Linked DNA regions of Mus musculus: region 1 is linked to region 2. Evidence: chromatin contacts called from public targeted proximity ligation data. All regions are on one chromosome and are shown on one strand. The core of a region is the stretch at or near the end of the contact, and the rest is flanking DNA. Distances in the headings are between cores, read along the strand shown.

Region 1 (6,800 bases), core at 1,404-3,903, 57 kb before region 2:
TATTTGTCCCTCATAAAATTATTGAGAAATTCCTGAGTCCCATCACCTACATGTTGATCGCATGAATGACCATCAACTTTTAAACATCTTTTCATCTCTCTAACAGAAAAAAGTAGAACCACTTATTTAGGGGATCCCTTAGAACCAAGATAGTTTTTTTTTTCACTTCAATGCCCCTTTCTTCCTAAAACTCAGGGATAGTCTAGACATCCAAAAAAACAGTAGTATCAGGAATAGAATCTGTTGAGGGGATGGATAAAACAGTGTGGGTGTTTCAACACAAATTTCTTCCCACAGTTCATCAACTCAGGATCCAGCAGTATAACTCAGGGTATTTCTTCAGTATTTCAGGTATGTGGGAAAGCTGGACATAACCCCAAAGACAGAAATGTTTTATGACATAAAGAAGAAGAGCTATTGATGATTCTGAGACTTGGAAGGGGGAGTGAGAAAGCTTCTTCCAAATGCTCAGAAAAAAAAAAATCACTGAATTTTTCTAAAAACACACCTCAGTGTGTCTTTTTTGGGGGGTGGGAAAAGGAGTGCTTAATGGGCAAATAAGGAGACAGATGTGACAGTTTCCATGGAATGAATCCCTACGTGGCTTCTAAGCATCTAAAGGGGGGTATTAATCTCCAAACAAAGCTCTTGAAGCTGAGAAAGAAAGTTATGGAAGTTTGAAGGTATTTAGTCAGTGCCTTAGGCGGGTTTCTATTGCTGTGATGAAACATCATGACTAAAAGCAGCATGGAGAGGAAAGGGTTTATTTCATCTTATACTCTTTAGGACACACTCTATCAGTGGAAGAACTCAAGACAAGAAGCTAGAGGCAGGAACTGAAGCAGAGACCATGGAGGAATGCTGCTAACTGGCTTGTCTCTTGTGATTTTCTCAGCCCACTTCCTTATACAACCCAGGACCACCTGCTCAGGGGTGGCACTACCTGTCCTTAAGTGATCTGGTCCTACCCACATCAATCATTAATCCAGAGACTTGCCTACAGAAAATGTGACAAAAGCATATTTTTCACTTGAGATTCTTTCCCCCAGATAATTCTAGCTGGTGTCAAGTTGACAAAGAAAAGTGGGGAGGGGAGAGGACATGACATATGACTGTTAATAAAGAGGGTGAGAAAAAATAACCCATGGAAAGAGAACTATCATCTGTGGGTCTATAGAACATCATCAGAATACAAAAGAAGAAGGAGAAGAAGAGGAAGAAGAAGAAGAAGAAGAAGAAGAAGAAGAAGAAGAAGAAGAAGAAGAAGAAGAAGAAGAAAAGAAGAAGGAGGAGGAGAAGGAGAAGAAGAAGAAAAAGAAGAAGAAGAAGAAGAAGAAGGAGGAGGAGGAGGAGGAGGAGGAGGAGGAGGAGAAGGAGAAGGAGAAAGAAGGAGAAGGAGAAGAAGAAAAAGAAGAAGAAGAAGAAGAAGAAGAAGAAGGAAGAAGAAGAAGAAGAGAAGAAGAAGAAAAGAAGAAGAAGAAGAAGGAAGAAGAAGAAAAGAAGAAGAAGAAGAAGAAGAAGAAGAAGAAGAAGAAGAAGAAGAAGAAGAAGAAGAAGAAGAAGAAGAAGAAGAAGAGGAGGAGGAGGAGGAGAAGAAGAAGGAGGAGGAGGAGAAGGAGAAGTAGAAAGAAGGAGAAGGAGAAGAAGAAGAAAAAGAAGAAGAAGAAGAAGAAGAAGAAGAAGAAGAAGAAGAAGAAGAAAAGAAGAAGAAGAAGAAGAAGAAGAAGAAGAAGAAGAAGAAGAAGAAGAAGAAGAAGAAGAAGAAGAAGAAAAGAAGAAGAAGAAGAAAAGAAGAAGAAGAAGAAGAAGAAGAAGAAGAAGAAGAAGAAGAAGGAAGAAGAAGAAGAAGAAGAAGAAGAAGAAGAAGAAGAAGAAAGAAGAAGAAGAAGAAGAAGAAGAAGAAGAAGAAGAAGAAGAAGAAGAAAAGAAGAAGAAGAAGAAGAAGAAGAAGAAGAAGAAGAAGGAAGAAGGAAGAAGAAGAAGAAGAAGAAGAAGAAGAAGAAGAAGAAGAAGAAGAAGAAGAAGAAGAAGAAGAAGAAGAAGAAGAAGAAGAAGAAGAAAAGAAGAAGAAGAAGAAGAAGAAGAAGAAGAAGAAGAAGAAGAAGAAGAAGAAGAAGAAGAAGAAGAAGAAGAAGCAGCAGCAGCAATCAGAACACCCCAGTGGGGCACAGTGCCCTGCCCACTTCTGCTCGCCCATCATGGTTAGTCACAACTCTGGAAGCTCACATACATGGATTCTGGTTCTGAAGGTTCCCATGTTAGCTGTGCAACCCTGAGCAAAGTACTTTACTAACCTGAGCAAACACGGAGAACACTAGCAAGCTAAAAACTTCGTTCACACGCCTGTAAACCCAACACTTAGGAGGCAGTGGTAGGCAGATCTCTGTGGGTTTAAGGCCACTCTATTCTACAGACCACGTTCCAGAACAGCCAGAACTTCACGGAGAAAGTCTAAAACAAACTTTGCTCTCTCTTTCAGCTAAAGTTTTTTTTCCCCAAAGAGCAGAGGCCACTTTGCTGAGAAGAAGTTTGCCAACTATGATTGTGGGGAACCAGAGTCTGGTTTCCTTGCCTTTTTACCACCACCTAAGCAGTCACTGTTAACATCATGTTCCTTCCGAGTCTTTGTTCTAAGCTCGTAACCCCAAAGTATTGTGCAAGCATGTGTACACAGAGCTAAATATCTGGCGTTGCACTTCCAGAGCAGTAACTAACACAGTTGACCTCAAAACCTTGACAGTCCTCTTGAGATTTTGCTAGTTCCTGACTCAGTGCCAGCTCATATTCAGTTTCTGTTTCTGTGTGAAGGCTGGTTTTGTTGTGGCACAGCCATGGTAGCAGATAGAAGTAAATATGGCCCCTTGGCTGGTTTTCAAAAAATTCACCAAGCATGTTGCTTCTTTTTCCTGAAGCATGGTTGTGTATAGAGTCTAAGTGTCATTTCCAAGCCACAGTCTGCAGCCTTTGGTAAACCTAAACACCTCTGCCAGCCCCCTTCCTCTCCATACTACCTTAAGGAGCAAAGCCTACGTTTCTTTTCTATGCAAAGCCAGCCTGGTCCCTTCTCTGGAAGCAGCTGGCATCATTCCAGTGTTTTTATATTCACATAAGCTTACTACTTTTTATAAATATCTTCTTAGTGGAAGGAGTGAGTAAATATAATAGATGCCTGTTAGGATTTAGAGATGGTTTGGTTTGGTTTGGTTTGGTTTGGTTTGGTTTGGTTTGGTTTGGTTTGGTTTGGTTTGGTTTGGTTTGGCTTTTTGAGACAGGGTTTCTCTGTGTAGCTATGGCTGTCCTGAAATTCTCTTACAGACCAGGATGGCCTCGAACTCAGAGATCTGCCTGCCTCAGCCTCCCCAGTGCTGGGTTTAAAGATGTGCACTGGCACACCCGATAGGATTTAGATTCTTCATCCTTAGAAGAAGTGCTTCATTGGGCCAGCCATGGCCGCCCATGGATCGAACAGAGTGGGATTTCCTCCTGGTTTTCATAGCAGACGCTTAAAATTAAAACTAATTTCACTAAAACTTAAACTGACAAGGAAGGCACAAAGGAGATGACTTGGTGGTTTGTTAAAGCCCTTTGCTGAACTAACATGAGAGCAGAGTCCAGATATCTGAAACACATATAAAGGTCACCTGCCATTGCATCCTCAGAAGGCAGTGGATCCCCAAAACAAGCTGGATAGTAAGACTAACCAGATCAGTGGATTCTGGGCTTGACTGGGAGACTCTGCCTCAGTGAATAAGATGGACCTCAGGCCTTCTCATGCACACATTCATGCACAAGTACATGTATGTATACACACACACACACACACACATGCTTGTTTATGCGAGCATGAAAATGGGAGAAGAAATAAATGAATGAAGAAAGTCTTTAAAATAGGAAGAGAACTTCCTGCTACGCAACTTGAAATTCCTGTGTCCCTTTAAGTCCTTTGCTTTGATTTGCTGTTAAATCACTCCCTCTTCCCATGACCACAACTCATGGTTCAGCTCCTCCTCAATGAGACACCTTCCTTCATAGTCCATACAGTGTCCTTCGGGTCCCTTAAAAGAGTTTGGTGGCTTTTCAAGGGAAACTGGGACTTAAATACTGAAGTGGCACAAATAAGCCTGAAAATTCCTGAACTTGAAACCTGTTGATATCATGGCATTTATTAAAATTCATTACATAACAAACAGAATATAACTTTTCTCCCCCATTATCATTACTCTAAGGTTTCTTTTTTGTGTATGGAGGTGGTTTGTCTGCATATGTATCTGTGCATCATGTGAATATAGTGTCCTCAGAAGAGGGCACCAGATCCCCTGGCACTGGAGTTACAGACAGTTGTGAGCTGCTGTGTGGGTACTGAGAATTGATCCTGGATCCTCTGGAAGAGCAGTCAATGCTTTTAACCACTGAGTCATCTATCCAGTCCCTGTTGTAACCTTCTGACGCTTAGCACATTACAGACACTGTATATAATGACATCCTGACGAGCACGTGTACTGTGAAACGTGTTGTAAAATAAAAACTTTTTATGCTACTAACTTCTAGACAAGTTTGGAGTGAAGTTTTGATAGTAACCACACTTAATACACTTACAAAATGTTAGATTTTACAAGTTGTTTTTCGGACAAGAGAGTTAGAGAGATGGCTAAGTAGGTAGAATGGTCATTGCACAATCATGAAGACCTGAACTAAAATTCCCAGAACTAATGCAAGTCAGACACAGGACCACACCTGCAATCCTACTATGTCTAGGGTGAGATGAAAGATAGAGAATCCCCATGTATACACACACAGTAAATAGTGCTCTAAATCTGTTTATTCTATCCATGACTTCTTTTTATTTTTTTAATCTATTGCAGCATATGTTTGCAATTATAACAAACATCATAAGTATCTTCGTGGCTATATTTGGTTTAATTCTACTTGGATATGAATTTCCAATTTTTGAATCAATAGGAACTGAATACATTTGGTCAAATGTAAGTACCAATTTTAATAATAACTCAATAATAGTGTTAGATAGAACTGAAAAAAATATTACAAATGGCACACAATGAAATTGCTCTAAAATACGTATGGATAGAAGAACACTAGTTTGGAAATTGCTACGAAATCCTAGAAGTCATATAATTGTTGGGAAGGGCCAGAGAACTTGCCGAAGTAAATACCAAAAGTTATTATTATGGTATTATAATAAAATCACGTAGTATTTATACAAAGAAAAAAATCACCAGCTTGTAGCAGAAACAGTTGAGATAGAGGAAACCTGATGTGCATATCCAGACCCCCCAAAAAATAGTTTTTGAGAATTTCATACATGAGTACAGTATATTTACCTCATTCTATTCCACCTCTCCTCCTCTCCTTTCTCTTAGCTTCATGACCTCTTCTCCTGCAATCATTATTGTTTGTAAACTATTGAGTCCATTCAGTGTTACTCATGCATATATGTATTTAAGGCTGACCACTTGACGTTGGGTGACCTATCAGGAGTCTATCACTGAGTATTTGATTTGATTGATTTGATTTTCCCTCTCTCAGCACTGGTCACCTGTTGGGAGTTGGACTTGTGAAATTTCCTCCACCTCTACTGGCATGTCAGCTGGCATCATCATTTTACTGGCCTTTTTAGGCAGCTGTGTCATTGAGATTTCATGGGTGCAGCTTCCCTGTCATTTCTAGGATACACTGTCTCACAGCAGGGCTCTTCTCCTCCGGTTCCTACAACATATTGAGAGGATGAGGTCATATTAGTCAGTTTGGTGAAAATGAAACTTAAATAATACCAACTCAATCGGCTATCTATTTCAAAGATAATTTAAGTAGCCACATATTCTTGTTATGTAGAAAGGTAAGTCAGCAATAAATGCATAAGCATAAAATTATGAAAACCACCATTTAAAAGTTATGTATTAACTACATAAAGAAAGAAAACTAGGAAATGAAGAGATGGAAGCTTACACATTTCGAGTTGTAAAATATTTTAATTTTCCATGCGGTGTAGGCCGAGATAACAACATCGTCCCAGAGGGCTAGTAGGGTGGAGCCACTGTCCTGGAGGGCAAACAAGTTCCCCAGAGACAAGACACTGAGAATTATTTTCAGGCCTTTAAATCTACCAAACTGTAACTCCACTGGGTTGTGGGTGTGAATAGGCCCTGAGAGCTTCTCCTCCTTTTTAAATTTCCCACTTTGGGAGTATATCCTGTCTGCTCCATTTTGGATCTTGGCTGTGAATTACTTCTTTCTGGCTTCATGAGTCCACGAGGACAGAGAAATTTTGGTCCCTACTAAACCACAGTATAAGTCTTTCCTACAATTGATTTCAAGAAGGATTTAGTGCTTCTTGACTGTATGATATTTAGGGAGAGTTTGGACTCAGAATTGATGCTGTAATAACTTAAAATCAGAAAAGATGTTGAGATGAGGTGAATATGTTTTGCACATAGAAAGGACATCAGTTTGGAGGGGCTAGAAGCAAAATTATAGGTTGAGTTGTGTTTTTTAATATGTGCAAATGTGACTTTTATTAATGGAGTCATTACAGATATAATTAGTTAAGTTAAATTAAGGTCACAATGGAGAAGGGCTTATATGGAGAGACCATATTACTGGTACTCTTATAAGAAGGAAGGTTGGTGTCTGAGAAAGATGGCCATTTGAATATAAAGACACATGGAATAGTGCTGCTATAATTCAAGGGGCTTCCCAAATTTGAAGAGGGAAGTACCCTCCTTCTGAGCAACTAGGAGGAGCATGGTCCCACCAACACATTGATTTGTTACTATGAGACAGTT
Region 2 (7,047 bases), core at 1,054-3,553:
ATGTCTCTCTACCTGCTTTTTGGAGTAACAATAAAAGACTGGGGCAAATTAGAGGTGTGAGGTGTGTGGGAGTGTGAAGAGTGGAGAGTGCAGTATGTGAGAGAGAGAGAGAAAGAGAGAGAGAGAGACAGAGACAGAGAGATCAAGCTTTGAGACTTGCTCATTAGGTTGTACCCGAAAATGTTACCTGTGTGTTCATTATGCACCTTCCAGATATCCCTGCTTCCAGCTGAGACCCCTGATCCTGTGTAGAGGCTAGACCCCAGCAGGTTATGAGTCACCATGTGGGTGCTAGGAATTGAACCCAGGTAGTCTGGAAGAGGAGCCAAACCCTTTATCCACTGAGCCATCTCTCCAGCCTCCAGATCAATTTTTTTTAAGTCCAGTTCATGACTATTCACATTTTCAATAAATCAAGCACAGAAATACCCACATTTACTTACATAGGAGAGTAACAATTATAGAGAACAGGGTCATGAACCTGAGAGGGAGTGTGGGGAACTTCAAAGGAATTGGAGGGCACAAGGTAGAAATGATATAAATATAGTATTCATGTATGAAAAATAAAATAAATTTAAAACAGAATACAATGCTCTTCAGTGACGCTTGCAATAATGTCTTTTAATCAAAGTACTTCCAAAATTTTTCTTTTAAATAAAAGAGAGGGGAGGGGAGATCACAGTGTATAGATATGCATACTTTTCTCTTGTTCTGTCTTTTTTTACACTGGCTTCACTTGTGAACCTAGTGTTGGGGGAGGCAAAAATATTTCGCCTCCCCACCCTCACAACTGCTAAAAACTAATTCTCTTCTTACTAAATTTTTATTTTGGAAAATAGGGTTTTTTTTTTTCACTAAAGATGCTTATTTCTGCTGACATGAAATGTATAGCTTTAGCCTAACAACTAACAAATACATCTTAGTCATCTCTGCTTTCATTTATTCAGTGGTAAATATCAAAAAACGGAATCCTTATAAGCTCTTTCAGAGTCTTTAGTTGATTTCCTCCAAGTGCAAAGATGTCCCGAGTTCCTTGAGTTAGAATACACTCACCCTCTCAGAGCCCTAGGACACAGAGAATGGGTCTCCATTCTGGAGCCTCACAACCCAGTCTAAAAGCCCTTCACTCCTCCTCCTCAGAGGCAAGGGACCAAGATCAATGTTGAGTGACAGCTCTCTTGACCTGCCAGTCAACTTGATAACCTCCACCTATCTTCATTGTTGTGTTTTGTTTTGTTTTTTATTGCTCTGAAGAGACATATGACCAAGGCCACTGATTTTAATTAATTAACTTATTTATTAATTAATTAATTTGGAGGCCCACAGTTTCAGAGAGTTACAGTCTGCAATCATCATAATGGGAAGCAGGGCATCAAGCAGGCCGGCATGGCACTGGAGCGGTAGTTAAGAGTGTACTTCCTGCGGAGGAAGAAGAGAGGGGATCGGGGGAAGGGAGAGAGGGAATAAGAGAGAGAATGTGCACAGTGGGACACACCTCCTCCAGCAAAGCTACACCCCCTAATTCTTCCCAAACAGTTCCCAACCAGGAACCAAGCTTTTAATTTATGAGGTGGGGGGGTCTCACTCAAAGGACCACACCCTATGGAGAGCGGGGCCTTCTGTCTCTGCTGGGGATTGCCTCCTCTTCCTTATATTTCCATGTCACCTCTATTACTCCCAATCTGACCAGTCAGCTGGCTGTGCCAGCAGTGACTGCTTCCCTGTCACTACACAAGATCTTTCACAGACACTCTATGGGCTTTTTAGCAACGATAACAAGGTGGCACCAACAGGAGAGCTCATTAAACCTATTGTCCCTTGGTTCTGGAGGCAGGAAGTCTGAGTTCAGGGTGTCAGCAAGGCTCCATCCTTCAGGAGGACTGGGAGGAGAGTCTCCTCCAGGCTTCTCCTAGCCTCTGGCTTCTGGCAGTATAATAGTGAACTCTCCTTGTATTCACATCTGCTAATTCTTTAACCTACAACCCACGATGAAAATGCAAACACAGGAGATACACGCTTGAGTGTAATCCTGTGTCCTGCCTGAAACCACATCCTAGAGAGCCCTGAAGAATATCCACTGACCCATGTACTTGTGTTACTCTTACCAAAAAAAAAAAAAAAAAAAAATCAGCATTTGCTTTAAATCATTGAAATATCATATTATGTCTGCTTATTTCCATAGCCAAGGATGAAGCAGTTGTCTCAGGCAACACTGTACTGTGTTCCAAGCAAGGAATTTCCCAAGTGGGAAAAGGCTCTTGGGCTGTGTTTGCAGATCTTCCTGTTTGTTTGTGGGATAGGCCAACTAATTGTGTAAACTTCTCTCAGACTCGGGGTTTTTCAGTCCACTCCTGTTTAGCAAATAGTGCCCCAAAGCAATTCAAAGGGAAAGTGAAACTGACATTCTCAAACTTTATATAAAAAACCAAAGAGAAGATCAGCAGGAGTCTAGCAGACAACCTGAGCTGCAAGATGTCTCCCGTAAGTACCTCTTGATCTGTAAGGGGAAATCTATAGTGGGTAAGAAGGCCCATGGAAGGCCTCATCCCAGCTTACTGGAGAGAATGAGTGTCACCTTCTGTCTTTGAAAGCTTGCATTTAGTTTGTTATTATTTCTAAGTCTGTTTTTCCAGGAAGATATAGTTCTTGTGGGGTGGGTATCTCCTGTCTGACACCACAGAACTCAATTCTAAGCCTGGGATGTAGAGAGGAGACAGCACTAGGTAGGCATATGAAGGGCCAGCCAGGCGCTGCGGGAAATACACACACACACACACACACACACACACACACACACACACGCACACGGAAATATCTGGAAAGGACAAAGCAAAGGACTTAAGCGTAAGTTTCTCCTGGGTCCTCCTGTGTAAGTTCTTTCTGATTTTCTCCTCAGTTGTGGATCACTTCACTGACTTTTTCTCAACGTGCAGAGGCCTTAATTCCTTCCCCTTTTAAAATAGCTCTGTTCCAGCCCAGCAGACTTTTTAATGATCTAGCTTTCTCTAAAAGCTCAGAACAATGGCAGGAGTCTGTACCCTCTTCTGAAGATGAGGCACCCTGTATGTAGTTAGAATCTTCCTCTGCCCTAGAAAAAAACATTTGATACAGGCCCTGCTCTCTCCATGTTAGCTTTGCCTTCCCCCTCTAGCCTTTAACCATCTCACTTTTCTGACTGTTCTTGTCCATGACCTCACATCCTACTCTTACCCAGAGGAGCCTCTCTGTTTTGCTCCAGACTGCACCTAGAATTGTCAGGGTCAGAGTCCAGGCTCAAGCAATCCAGATTCATCTACCCAGTCCTTAATGGGCCAACTAAACAAATAAGAGTGGAAGGTAGAAAAAAATGAATTCATTGTGACTTCATTGAGAAGCAGAGCAAAGGGGTCCAGTGACTTGGCCCCACCTGGGCTTATCACTCAGTTTCTAACATGGAGTTTAAATAAAGAGCCAGAGGTATGCAAAGCGAAGAATTTCTTTTTTTTTTTTTTAATTTTTATTTTATTTTAATTAGGTATTTTCTTCATTTACACTTCCAATGCTATTCCAAAAGTCCCCCATACCCTCCCCCCCACACTCCCCTACCCACCCACTCCCTCTTCTTGGCCCTGGCGTTCCCCTGCACTGAGGCATATGAAGTTTGCAAGACCAATGGGCCTCTCTTTCTACTGATGGCCGACTAGGCCATCTTCTGATGCATATGCAGCTAGAGACATGAGCTCCGGGGGGGGGTACTGGTTAGTTCATATTGTTGTTCCACCTATAGGGTTGCAGACCTCTTTAGCTCCTTGGGTACTTTCTCTAGCTCCTCCATTGGGAGCCCTGTGATCCATCCAATAGCTGACTGTGAGCATCCACTTCTGTGTTTGCTAGGCCCCGGCATAGCCTCACAAGAGACAGCTACATCTGGGTCCTTTCAGCAAAATCTTGCTAGTGTGTACAATGGTGTCAACATTTGGAAGCTGATTATGGGATGGATCCCCGGGTATGGCAGTCTCTAGATGGTCCATCCTTTTGTCTCAGCTCCAAACTTTGTCTCTGTAACTCCTTCCATGGGTGTTTTTCCTAATCAAGTTGTGGTCTTACTCACCTTCACTGCCTCAGCTCCAGACCCTTCTGCAAAGTAGTCAGACTGTGGGCAGTCTCTTTCTGGAAGGTAACAGGCTCCCAGCCTTTTCCTTCTCCCAGTACAAAACACACCCTTAAGGCTTCCTGCCTCTCTCTGAGGAAATACCAAGGAGCTTACCTCAGCAATGGTTCTTCTTTCCTGAGGCACTGGCTGAAAGGGAGTAAAGTAACCATTCTTTTTCATCTACCCTGGAGACTCCCAAAGACTCAGAGAGACTTTTTACCCATGAACTTGAGAGAGAATGGGAGAATTACCAAAGCCATAAACATGGTCTATTGCAAAGCCACAGTTCAAACTCAGACATTTCAGGTCAGTATTCACGTCCTATTCATCTGATCTGCTTCCAGATCCCTCTGATATTTATCTTTGGTGGTGTGCTCATCATCTGCCTGATGCAACAATACCTGGCGTATAAGTCTTCTAAGAACGTCGTTAAAGTCTTCTGCCATCAAGCCAATGATGTGAGTGCTGGGGCTCTCTGGTGGGTGGAAATATGTTTGCTAAGAGGGTAGGTCTCTAGAAGGGACTTCCTGTTTTTGGCTTCCTGCCTAGAGTAAGGAGGAATCGCACAGTGTCTGAATCCTACAGGTTTGCACATCTTTTTTGCATCCTTATTACTAAGCCTTGCTGTCTCTATATTCCCTAGGTACATATATACCAGACCCAGGTCGTCATGACAAACACACTGGAAACCTCAAGTGGAAAAAGCCACCCACTGGGTCGTTCAGGAGAGATCCAGTCTTTAAAGAAGCAAAACTAGAGACCAAAATAAGTCCTCTTCCTTCTAGATGTGCATCATCTGCTTCTTCCTTCCCTAGAAGACTGAGGGAGCTATCTTTCACAGAGTGTATTCAGTGGTATACGTGGAGCTCAGAAGTAGACACTTGCCTTGCCTCTATTAGGACTTGATTGAACCCAAATACCACAAAATTCTTTCTCTCTGCTGAGAAAATGGAAATTTAAGATGGGAACCAAGCACTGTGTGGTCAACATCCATGAGCATGGTTTAATATACATACCATGTGCTTGTTTTTCTGCTTGTGAACTTGTGAGATAGAAAAACTCCCAAGTCATCCACTTTTACTTGTTATCATTCAGTCACATAATAAATTTCGATTGTGCACTTGATATGTGTGAGGCTCTACTCATAGAAGAGAAGTGGGGGATGGTGGGTGTTGTGATGCAGTCCTTGACTTACAGACACTTTTGGCTTCCACAGAGATACCATGTAGGCAATTTCCCCTTACACGCCACAGCATGAGGGAGAGAAAGAAGGGACACACTGATGCATGTGGCTTATTCTGTCTGGTGTTGGTACAAGTGAGGGATAGGGCAAATAAAGAGCCAGGCTGGTTAAGGGGGCAACATATCACTGTGTCATTTAAGGCTGCCAATAGGATCTTCCTTTTAATAAGGAGCCCAGCATTTGGAAGGGCTCTAGGGAGAGAAATGATCCAAGGGAACAGTTAAATGCTGTCCTTATAAAGTTTATGAGACAGCAGGACCACTGAAGCAGCACAGAAGATAAAGAACAAAAGTGTGAACTGCAGAACTATCTCCAGGAGAAGGGAGAGCAGTTTATGGGGGTTGTTTTGATTTGCTCCGTTTTGTTTTGTTTTGTTTTGTTTTGTTTTGTTTTGTTTTGTTTTGTTTTGTTTTGTTTTGTTTTGTTTTGTTTTGTGACAGGATTTCTCTGTGTAACAGCCCTGGCTGCCTTGGAACTTGCTTTGTAGACTCGGCTGACTTCGAACTCTGAGATCTGACGGCCTCTGCCTCCTGACTTAAAGGATGTTCTGCCATACTGGGCTTGAGAGTTTAGATTTTTATAGGATAGTTTAAGTTGGGTGGGAGCATGGTGGGAGAACATGAAGGGAAAGGGAAACTGCTGTAAACAAATGAACAAAAAGAACTTTCTTCAGCAGAAATTTTTATCTTGTCATGAAGAAAACAGGATGTAACTGCAGCCAGGGAAGCAGGCAGGTCTTCACCCCTCCCTCAGCTCCTTCCAAATCAATTCCCAGGTCTTATCTCTAGTTCTGTAGCAGACCACCTGCTGAAGGCTCCTTCCCCTACCTACCCCTTCTGAGTGGATCACACAGATCTTTCTCTAAATAAAGAAAATGGGCTACTTTTATACAGTGGAGTATTTTACTCAGCTGTTTTTTACAAGGACATGAAATTTGCAGGCAGATGGATGGAACTAGAAAAAAATAAATAATTTTTTTAAAAAAGATGTCCTGAGGAAGGTGATCCAGACCCAAAAAGACAAATATGGTATGTGTTGTAAGTATAAAAAGATAAAGAGATATAAGAATATGTCCTATGGGGGTGTGGTGAGGTATGGGGGAAGGAGGTGCCTTGTCGGGCCCATGCCAAGGTATCCCTTCCCCCGGAGGGACCAGCCACACAAGGGTACAGTATAGAATAGAGTTTATTCAGGGCATGGGGAGGGGAGTAAAGAGGGTAGTAGAGGCAGAGAAAGGCAGAGAGAGGGAGAGAGTAGAGAAGAAGAGGCCGGCCATGACCAAGTAAGGGGGCAAGAGGCAAGGGAGAGAGAGGGCAAGCAGCCCCTTTTATAGTGGGTCAGGCCTACCTGGCTGTTGCCAGGTAACTGTGGGGGTGGAGTCCAGACAGAATACCAACAGTATGCCTTCACTTATTAGTGACTATTAGCTGTTAATTAAATGATAATCAAGCTACAATTCACAGACCCAGAGAGGCTACGTAGCAAGGAGGGCTCTTTAGAGGTTGTGTGGACCTCCCTGGAAAGGGGAAATAGACTAGATTCTGCGGGTAGGCTGAGGGTGGTGAAGATGGGGATAGGAGGGATTGGGCTGGGGAAGAAGGATGAAGGGGAAAAATACAGGGAGAGAAGACAGGAACTGGAGAGCACTTGGCAGGGATGTGGGAACCTCATG

What was found.
Region 1: a targeted proximity ligation map of memory CD8 T cells shows a contact between it and region 2, with 512 read pairs. A contact is called at or near these places in 1 of 39 promoter capture datasets (liver), 22 of 484 Hi-C or Micro-C datasets (CD8 T cells, CD8 central memory T cells, ECoMG-derived neutrophils and 16 more), 13 of 130 datasets of targeted methods (CD8 T cells, the SCID.adh cell line, bone marrow-derived dendritic cells and 7 more) and 4 of 9 other capture datasets (adipose tissue, bone marrow-derived macrophages, liver and 1 more).

What each region holds. Positions count from the first base shown.
Region 1 is chr19:11,103,859-11,110,658 of GRCm38.p6, reverse strand. Ms4a20 (membrane-spanning 4-domains, subfamily A, member 20) reads left to right here. Exons shown (of 7, transcript NM_027058.1): 4 at 298-351; 5 at 4,863-4,982. Among named protein-coding and RNA genes, the nearest start is that of Ms4a20, 24 kb to the left of the region's middle.
Region 2 is chr19:11,045,822-11,052,868 of GRCm38.p6, reverse strand. It overlaps AW112010 (expressed sequence AW112010), which reads left to right and starts at 2,303. Exons shown (of 3, transcript NR_102366.1): 1 at 2,303-2,481; 2 at 4,477-4,590; 3 at 4,776-5,257.